Linked DNA regions of Rattus norvegicus: region 2 is linked to region 1. A link is a contact called in public Hi-C data. All regions are on one chromosome and are shown on one strand. The core of a region is the stretch at or near the end of the contact, and the rest is flanking DNA. Distances in the headings are between cores, read along the strand shown.

Evidence for each region. Hi-C and Micro-C count contacts between places; a contact is called where the count stands out from the background.
Region 2: a contact with region 1 is called in a Hi-C map of psoas muscle, with 1.9 times the contacts expected there. The contact joins the promoter of Clic5 here to the enhancer-like site in region 1.

The regions. Positions count from the first base shown.
Region 1 is chr9:24,266,680-24,271,927 of GRCr8, forward strand. The region is part of intron 1 of Clic5 (chloride intracellular channel 5); the gene reads right to left. Among named protein-coding and RNA genes, the nearest start is that of Clic5, 42 kb to the right of the region's middle. Within about 2 kb of position 2,637, at least 27 of the 93 cell types and tissues checked have an H3K27ac peak or open chromatin away from gene starts, as enhancers often do.
Region 2 is chr9:24,308,708-24,313,955 of GRCr8, forward strand. It overlaps Clic5 (chloride intracellular channel 5), which reads right to left and starts at 2,257. Exons shown (of 6, transcript NM_053603.4): 1 at 1,861-2,257. The coding sequence starts at 1,923.

The sequences.
Region 1 (5,248 bases), core at 1,387-3,886:
TTGCTCCTAATGTTGGCTTTGGACACTGAATCTTAACAGTCTTCACAGACTTTAGAGAAACCACAGAATCTGTCATCCACCCTCTTAGTTGAGTTTATCTAAGTACATCACAGTCCCAAGTTCACAAACATAACATATTAAAAGCTCGTGTCATTGAGATCAAATCAGAGTCATGAGATTTATCAAAGATTCCCTATGTCTGGCATTTTCTGGAGAAAATCTGGGCAAAATCAGTATTTAAGAACATGTCAACAAAGTATGCTAGCAGCCTTTGAAATTTCCACTCTAATTAAAAATGCCCTGCCCGAAGTCCTCTCTTGGACACTTTATTTAATTTGCCTGGCTCTAGCCATCAGTTTTTGCTTGCAGAGTTTCTGAGCTTGCCAGAGACAGACAACTTCTGTTCTCTGGGAGATGTTCAGCAAAACCATGCAGGGATATCACTGAAAAAAGCCAATGAGCAAAGGAATAAAAGTAACTACTGGAGCTAGGATCCGAGTAACATGGGTGACCAGTTGGACCAGCCACCACAGTGCTTAGACATTGCTTCTGATTCTTCTTGCTTCCTGCTTTCTCACGTGGCTGCTCCTTCGAGTTTTGCTCTCTCCTGCCTCCTACTCCACTTCTGTGCTGTTCTTCTTTGCTCCCTGTTTAGTTACTTTTCTGTGGTTCTGATGAAACACCATGACCGAGGCCACTTAGAGAAGCAGGAGTTTATTTGGGCTCATCTTGCGTGCATTGAGTTACAGTAACCCATGAAGAACAAATGTTACCTCCCACCCACAGTTTATACATAACTGGGAATGCTCTTGAGATGGTACTGAGAGTGGGCACAGGGGAAGAATAAAGACGGGTTGGCCAGGGGTATTAAAAGGAGTTAGAGGCCCATGATGATATGAAGAGGAACTCCATCAGACATAAGGCACAGAAGGTGGCAGTCAATTCTCTGTGGCTTGGCTTGCATCTGGAGTAGGGTCCTCAGACCAGAGGAAGAGAGAGCACTAGAGAATTCTCTGGTTCTCACGTGATCATCTGCTTATGGTTCTTGACATTCATACGCTGTAGGATGAAGTTTGAGGCCTGTGTTCACGTTGTTGCTTCTTCCCAGTGTCAACCTTTCCTGCCACTATTTAGGGGTAGCTTACTCTTCAAGGTCCATACCCAGGACCTGACTATCCACAAACCTCCCTTAGTGCTCTTCCACGTTCCCACTCAAGCCCTGCTCCATCATCAGTTCTCTGTGCTCAACCTTACCTCTTGTCTGCACTATGTTCCAGTTCCTCAAGAAAATGGCATGTCTTGTCCATCACGGTACAACCAGGGTGTGTTAGCAAACTGGTCCTCGGTGTCAACACACACCAGGCTATCCGGATCCCCCCTGGTCCAAGTCCTAGTTTGATGCATGTCATTGAAGGCTCTTAGTATTCTGGATAGTCAATAGCACCAACAACAGGACTTTGTGGGAACCTTTCATATTAGAGGAAGCCAAATTTTAAGTCCTTGCTGAAGAAAATTGAGTATACAGGCCTATGGATAAACTAACCAGAAGAGAGCTGTGCCTAGCAGCTGGAAATCTGGGTCCCGTCACAGCTCTCTGTTAGTTTCCAGGATGACCATCAAGCAGCCATATTTTCACAGAGGGATAACCAGAAATACCACCAGCAAACGAAGGGCTTGGCATTGAATATGGTAGCCACACTGACTTGAGTTTCTCCAGCTCTGATAAAAATCTTTCGCAAGTCATACTTAAAGGTTTCCCACGAATCTTTGCTTACCTGTCATTTTACTCTTCTGAACTAATAAAATGCTAAAGATACTGGAAGAATGTGACTTTTTTTTTTTCAGGTGAATGAAAGACAAGAAAACTGGATTCTACTACAGATTCTGAGTCTCAGGAGAACAGGAAAGAAGTTTCAGAGCCAAGTCACCTCCTTTCTGCCTCCATCCTGCCCTGCACAGACGTCTTCACCATCACAGGTGAGAAAACTTACGGAAATGACAGATGGATGCATCACGGGAAGGTGGCAGAGAGACAGTCCTCAATACATTAGTGTCCATAGGTCCTTACCTTTATAATACATTCCCCATTCCTCTCAGTCTCTAACTGGCATGGTAAGTGCCCCATGTCTGGAGAAAGTCATTCTCTGACACCGTACAATAGAGAAATGTTTCTACCAGGCAAGTGTCCCCATCTTGTGAGCCACTCCAGCTGATTCCATCTAAGATCCCAAAGACCTTACTGTAAAGAACTGGGTTGCAGAGGTGTGCACGGCCACGCACTCCTGTAATCCCAGCCTCCCAGAAGGCTAAATCCAACCTCAACTGAACAGTGAGGCTCTCAAAAGAAAACCTTTAAAACAAATGCCCCAGACAGGAATAGAGGTATAAGGTAGGGTCTGAGGGGATGGCTCGGTGGATAAACTGCTTTACACACTAAAGTGAGAACTAGCATTCAGGTCACCGGAGCCCACATAGAAGCCTCGTACATACGCTAGCCACCTGTGAATTACTCCAGCACTCAAGAAGCAGAGACAGGGGCTCCCTGGGACAAGCTGGCTGGCTAGACTCGCCGGAATGCATGAGCTCCAGATTCGGTTACGGAGCCTGCCTCGATAAATGAAGTGAGAGCTACTCAACACTGATGTCAGCCTACACACACGCACACAGGAACGCATGCACTCGTGCCCCACCGGGGGAAGGCTGAGGACTGTAGCTCAAGGGCACAGCATGTCCCCAGCACATATGGCCCTTGGCTCGGTCCTCAGCACAACCACCACAACAACAACAACACAGAAACCAGAGGACTTGTTTTAAGCTATCACATCTTCTGCTTTAGAAGGGGGCTTTTATAAAACAATCATTCATTTCTAGACACTGAGGCAGAACCAGGAATTAGCTCAAGGAGAACCGGTTTAATTTTGCTATTTTACCTTGAAAAAAAAAATCGGGCTGAACTGTAATTGACCAGGAGTCTGCTTTTTGTTGCTGCCTCGGCTAAAGAAGAACCTTTTCCAAGTGGCAGACTAAAGCAGGAAATGTCCTCATCATTGTATTCCCATTAAAAAAATTAATAAATAAACTTACACCAAGAATCATGTGGCACATACAATCACCCAGGAAGACACACCCTAAGCGGAAGGGAGTCAGTAGGGAACTTTTCCAAGACCCACCAGTATTTTTTAAAGCTCCCGGAAGTTATGAGACACACGCTCCTGCCTGCTGATGGGTACATGCTGGCCCTGCTTGTGCTGCAAGATAAATGAACCCTTAAACAAGTTGTTGCTTCAGCCTGGCCTTGCACTTCCTTGCCTCTGAAACAAGGGATACATGAGTAATGCCTTAGTCAAACTCTCCGATGCCCTCTGCACAGGTTCATTTGCTGGAGTTGTTGTCTGTGAAGCATTGAGAAGGGAGTGTGTCACCAACAGTCCTCATAAGTTCTCTACCTGATGTCTCAGAATAAAAGCTGGAAGTAGTCATCATAAAAATTTAGAAGGGGCTGGGGAAATAGCTCCGTTGGTAAATGCTTGCCCAGCGAACCAGAGGACAAGAGTTCAAGTCTCACAATTCACATTTAAAAGGGCTGGGTGTGGTGGCATGCTCTTGGAATTCCAATGCTGTGGAGTCTCACACAGATCAATATCTGGAGCTCGCTGGCTAGCTAGCCTAGCTTACTCAACATGTCTAAGCTAGTGAGACAGCCTGTTTAAAAAATTAGAAGACAAGAAAACAAAACCAAGTGAGCAAACAAACAAAACACAGAAAGACAACAGGTACCTGAGGAAAGTCAACAGAAGATCTCCTCTGACTTCCTCATGCACATTAAGGCATGCACACAGAGAGGGGAGGAGGGAAAGAAGACAAGACAGAAAGAGACAGAGAGGGAGTGAGAGAGACAGAGACAAACACAAAACGGCACTCATGGGTTGACTCCAAAATAAGGAAGGTACGGGATTTGTTCCTCCTTCTCCTGGTCCTTTCTGTGTCTAAAAGTTTGGCTCTTGCTACTTTCAGCCTATTCCATCTCTCAAGTTCTGTAAAACCTTATTCTGGCACGTGCGTTTGTTCTAGTTTGCTTTCTTATTGCGGTGACAGTGGCTAAACCTGACTTGGGGGAGGAGAGGTTTTACTTGGCTTACAATTATAGCCCATCATTAAGGAAAGCCAGTACAGGAACCTGGAGGCAGGAACTGAAAGAGAGAAGAGAGAAAAATGCTACTTACTGGCTTCCTTTCCTTATCTCTCTTACATAATGTAGGCCTGCCGGCCTAGGGAATGACACCACCCATAGTGGACTGGGCCCTTCCATATTAATCAACAGCGAAGAAAATGCCCCATGCCCCACAGACATGACTATAGGCCCATCTGATGGAAATAATTACTCAGCTGAGACTCCCTTTTCCTAGGTATGTGGAGGTTGGTGTCAAGTTGACAGCCTCCTGGTAGACACATTCAGAGTGAATCCCTTCCCATGAGCCATCTGGATTGTTAGAAGATGTGAAAATGTATTCGCATCCCTAACAGAAAGCACCAAGTTCAAATGATTATCATCAAAGCAGATCACTGTGTGTGTGTTCACCTTGTTTAAAAGGACCAAGTGTAGTACGAAAGAAAAAGAAATTGCACTTGTTTGTGTGTGAGAAGCTGTATTACGGCCATCTGTGTTCCCCACCCTTAAAGCCCTCTGAGCTCTTTGTAAGCAGGACAAACCCAAATCCCTTTTACTTGAAAGAAACAGCCAAGGAAGGAAGCCTGCTATTGTTGGGCTATGTTTAGAACGGACGATACTGAGATGGCCTTCCAGATTTCATAGCATCCAGATCCCATGTTTAAGGTCAGCCCTTCCCAATTATATTTTGATAAAAGAACAACAGCAAAGAACTTCCAACTCGGGCCTCGTCTCCCGACTGTTTGAAGAGGCTTCCGGAAGGATGATCTAGGGAGTTCTGAGACACCCACTGGGATCAGTAGGAAAGAAAGGGAACATGGTTTTGGTGATTACACGTTTTATTTATAGCGTTGACCTTCCATGGAGTCTGCACAGACTCTTCTACGGATGGATGGCACTGCTGAACATTGAGACTCTAACAAAAGGCACCGTTTCTCCTTACAGCTTACTAATTAGGCCTGACTGGGATTCCTTTCTGCTACATTGTAAGACAGATCCTCTAAGGTTCCTTCTCTTTTCTGTCTGTGACATGATTCAGGGCCAGGCATACCCTTTCTAGTTGTTCAAAAAGTAGCCAGC
Region 2 (5,248 bases), core at 1,007-3,506, 42 kb after region 1:
CTGCCATCAATCTGGTCTGGGAACCACAAAGGCCCGCTTGGCTCTTACTAACTGCCTTTCTTTAATAAGAAACCAGGTAGGTGACAGCACAGACATTCTAGAATTCTTTGGGGGCTACTCGCTGTGGAGTAAGTGTTTTTATATAGACAAAATCTCCGAATGCTGCCAACATTAAATTCCAAAGATACAGGTAGAATTGGTCTCTATGCTTAGTGCAGGGCAAAGGGCTCTCTCCCTTGGCTCCAAAGAACCAATTTGGGTTTGAAATATCTCTCAGGGAACCTGACACTTGCAGTTCCTACTCCCAGGCAATCCGAGTAAGTCCAAGACTGGCTCTCTTAAGGAAGGCAGCAAGGTTTTGTGAATGTTGTATCCATTCACCCTCCCTCCATGGCCCCATCCTGCCCAGACTGGGAGGGGGCAGAGGCAGTAGAGCCTTGTTCTTTTCCTAGGTCAGTCAGCACACCTAAAACTGCTGCCTAGAGAACATCGACATCACTTTGTAGACATAAAATAGGTTGCAACAATATATATATATATATTCAAATTCATTATGTATATTGGAGTGTGCGTGTGTGTGTGTGTGTGTGTGTGTGTGTGTGTCTGTGTGTGTGTGTTTCAAAGGTGTCAAAGAAGAAAAGATTGTTATTCAGGTTTACAGGAACCTAAACCTTTCTGCTGAAGTCTATTCAACTCGTTTGGAGACAGGTAGCTTAAGCAAATTAACACCTTTCTGCTTCCAGGTTTTAGGCATGCCCTTTAGACCCAGTGTGCTCTCAGCCCTCTGCACTCTATTCTTGGAAAACTGCGCTAGAAGATTTTATTCCCCTTTGTGAAAGCTCTAGGTAATCAGGCAGTACAGCCCTCCCCTCCCCCCAAAGTCCTGGCGACTCTGCAGCCCAGCCCAGAGGCTGCTTTCCTTCGCCTCAGGTTTCCCGGTCTCTGCTTCTGCAGTGTCCCGGCAAGTGGGGGGGTGGGGGGGGGGGCTGATCAAATGTTTCTGCCTACACCTGCGGAGGACCGGACCTCCAACCTCCCGCAGCCTGCAAAACAAAATTACAGTTGCTGTCTGGTGTCTGCTACTGCCCAAGAAGCAGGGGTGGGGGGGGGGGGGCTTAATTTGGTTCTGCAAGAAACCCAGGTCGGGTTGACTGACAGGTCCCCTGGTTACCTGAGACTGCCCTGCAGAGTCATAATGACAGTGATAATAACAGCAGGGAACTGGGTGTTCGTTTTTTTTTTTTTTTTTCTCCTCTACAAGTCACAAAACAAGAAAATAGCTTTGTGGCCTTTGCTTTTATTTTAGCGCTTCTGAATAAAAGAAGAGGGGGGTACTAGGAAATGCTATTTTTGTTTTGCCAAAGATAATCTCCCTCCTCTCTCTCTCTCTCTCTCTCTCTCTCTCTCTCTCTCTCTCTCTCTCTCTCTCTCTCTCTCCTCCCCCTCCCTCTCCTTCTCCCTCTCCCTCTCCCTTCCTCTCCTCCCTCTGCTACAGAAGAAAAGTTTACTAGTCCAGCCAGATTCCCTGTCCCTATATCTGGAGACAACCTTCCACCTAGCCAACATCCCTTCTCTTGGATCACAGGATCCGCGCGCTTCCCTCGGAGCTCAGGATGCAGGGCAGCGACCTGTCCTACAATGTTTGGTAGACTGTGGGTCAACTCTTCAAGACAGCCACCTGCCAGGTCGATGCTCACTCTATTCTCCCGGGATCCCCTTCCAGAAAGGCCACAGACAGGACCACGAGGGTGCCGGACTGCGCTCCCTAGGGAGGGTCTCAAGTCCCAGAGGGATCTGCGTCCTGACACTTGAGATCTTGCCACCTCCAGCCCGGGAGGAGGCCCACGAACGCCGACCTACCTTCACGAAGAGCTCGATCTCGGGGTCCCTGTCGTCCCCATTAGCTGTCGCTGAGTCCGTCATGCCGTCGGCGCCCCGGACCACGGTCCCGGGCCGGAGAGGCGCCACCTCTGCAGCGCTTCAGGCTCCTGCTCACAGCGAGGGGCCTCTCTTCTGCACGGCGTTTAATTTTTTTTTTCTTTTAAGACTAACAGTTTCTCATCAATTTCTCCAAGCAAGGACAGCTATGTCTGAGAGAAGAGCTCGGAGTCCCAGGTGTCAAACGGAAAGAGCAGACTCCAAGATCCAGCAGGGGGCTAAAAGGAAGAGCGAGCTAAGGGATTGACAACAGGTCCCGAGAGCAACAAGTGCCTGGCTGCTGGGAGGTGTCACAGGATCCGCGACTGTCAGCGATCCCGCGCCCCGCCGCGGGTGCGCCCAAAATAGACCGCAGCCGCGAGGCGGGGTCAGTCGGGGCGGGGACTTGGGGGGGGTCACCGTGGGAGTTCAGCATGGGCTGGACCCCTCAGTGCTGGCGCTCATTTAGAGCTGGCCAAGGCAGTAAGTGTTCGAAGGCCAAGAGTATGTCCTGCAGGGCATAATGAGAGACAGGAAGAGTGGGGCACGGAAGATGATTTTCAAGGTTTTTGAAATGTTTTAGTTTTTGTTTTTTAATAAAGAGGCTCACCTAGCCCAAGTTATTCTACTACCCAAATCACGCACTTACAACGGCATGGAGCAAAGTAAAGATTCTGGACTCTCGTAGAGCTTGCCATTTTTGCTCTGGCAATAAAGGATCTGGGCAGGAGCCTGGGAGAGGCAGAGGGGTGAGCCAACAGGGTCAGGTGCCAGAGCCAGAGATCTGCAGCTTTTTCTGTTCCCTTGCTTGGTTTTATTTCCCTCTGCTTTCTTATTCTCTCCCTCCTTCCCTCCCTCCTCTCACTTCCTCCTCCTCTCCTTTGTCTTCCTCCTCCTCTCTCTGTCTCTGTCTGTCTCTGTCTGTCTCTGTCTGTCTCTGTCTGTCTCTGTCTGTCTCTGTCTGTCTCTGTCTCTGTCTCTCTGTCTCTCTCACACACACACAGACACACACACACACACCCCTCGTGTGCCCAGGCTGACTTTAGCCTTGAAGTTACTATGTAACTGAGACTGATTTGGAATTCCTCATCCTCCTTCCTCTAACCTCCCAAGTGTTGCTTACAGGTATCCGTTACCACACCCAGCTTTCTCTTTCTCTTTCTCTTTCTTTCTCTTTCCTTTTCTTTCTTTCTTTTGTGACCTATGATACAGAGGGGGAAATGCTCAAATCCTGCAAGTATAGTTCAATGTTGCTACCAGCACTAGATGAAGGAATAAAACCACCAGAAGTTCTTGCTCTCTTCTTTCTTCTGCTTTCCCCCTGCCCAGGGGAAACATCACCCAGACTTGAAATAGTCTAAGGTGAGAGTTAAGGTTGAGGCTAGTAACCCTGGTTTCCTTCAACCCTAATGACATTGGACACAGATCTGAAATGATTCCCTTAGATATGTACTTAAGAGGGGGGTTGCTGAATCACAGAATATGAGAATGTTCTCTATATATAATCTCTTACGGTTTTCTGAAGCCCCCCGCCAAAACACACACACACACACACACACACACACACACACACACACACACACATGTCCCGCGCTATCGTGCGCCATCTTGTAATGGCGGAAGCTATTACGGCTTTACACACACACACACACACACACACACACACACACACACACACACATCCCTACCTCTTGTTTCATTTTTAAAGTAGTTGCAGAGCTGAGGAGATGCTCAGGGTGTGAGGTGCATGCCAGGCAAGCTAGAAGCCTTGAGGTGGGATCCCCAGCAGCTACAGTGCAGGCTCCATGGCCTGGCTCTGCTCCCAGGTCTCTGGAGGTGGAGACTAAGCTGACTCTGGGTTCAGATGAAAGACCTTGTGTCGATATACAAGAGAGAAAGCAATCAGAGATGTCTTAGTCATTGGTGGTGTTGGCCTGATTTTGTAAAAGTGGAGAAACTGAGGCATGGAGTACTTAAGAAACTTGACTATTGTCTTCAACCCAGGAAATGGTAAAAGTCAGAATTTGAACACAGATAAACTGATATTTCAGCAACTACTCAACTAACTGTCTTTTTTCCCCCTGCTTTGTGAACACTACACTGAGGGAAATGCAGGCCTGGTCCTAATCATGGAAATTAAAATCCATTTCAGTGAAGCAGTAACAGAAAGGAACCACGAGGGGTCACAAGAATGAGGCAGATGGAGGATACGGGTCTGAGTTTAGATCCAAACTGTCTCCAAGTTGCCCATTTCCTAAGGACTTGACTCCAGCCATGACACCATTGGAACCTCTAAGGGGTGGGGCCTCACAGTAGAAAGCAGTCGGGTCACTGGGGCCATCCTCTCGAAGGGAATTGCCTTAGAAACTTTTCTAATGATGTGAGGAGACACCAGGGCCAAGGCAACTTATTTTTAAAAGCACTTAATTAGGCGCTTGCTTACAGTTTCGGAGGGTGAGTCCGTGACATCATGGCAGGAAGCAAGGCAGCAGGCAGGCAGCCTGACGCTGAGGAAGTAGCTAACAGCTTACATCTTATCCACAAATTTTAGGCAGAGATAAATGGAGACTGGGTCTAGCATGGGCTTCTGCAACCTCAAATCCCACCGCCAGGGGCAGGCCACATCTCATTGTATAAGGCCACACCTCCTGCAACAAGGCCACGCCTTCTCCAACAAGGCCACACCTCCTATAACATGACCACACCCCCTAGTCCTTGCCCAAACAGTTCCACCAACTTGGGGCCAAGCATTTTAAACATAAGAGCTTATAGAAGCCATTGTCATTCGGACTCCCACAGGACTGCCATGCTTGTCCCTCTCTTTTTGCTATCTAAGAGGTAAATGCCTCTCTCCACACAAGTTCCTGCCATTGTAGATATTATAGCTGTGTATAGTTGTATATAGTATAGGTATATGTACAGACCCTAAGCAATAAGGCTAATTGATCGTGGATGATAGAACTTTGAAAACTGAACCTAAAAAAAAAAACCCTTCCTTCTTTTTAAGGTGATCGTCTCAGGTATTTTGTCATGGAGAAAATGTGGACTAGCCCAGAGGTTCTCCATGGGGCGGCATGCAAAGAGACTGCTTAGCACAGTTGGAATGAGAAGAAGAAAAGGCTACACGGACCAAGTTGATTTGGATAAAACACCTTGGTCGTATATCTGATAGGTAGATGGAGAAGACGAGGTGTTGTGGCCACCATTTACAGACTCTGAGCTCAAGAATATTATTCTAACTTAAAAAAAGTCACCATGGCAGCATGCAACCCTTTGGGCACCTTAGCCCTTAATCAGAGTGAGGTTCAAAGACACCGCTCCTCCTTGCCTT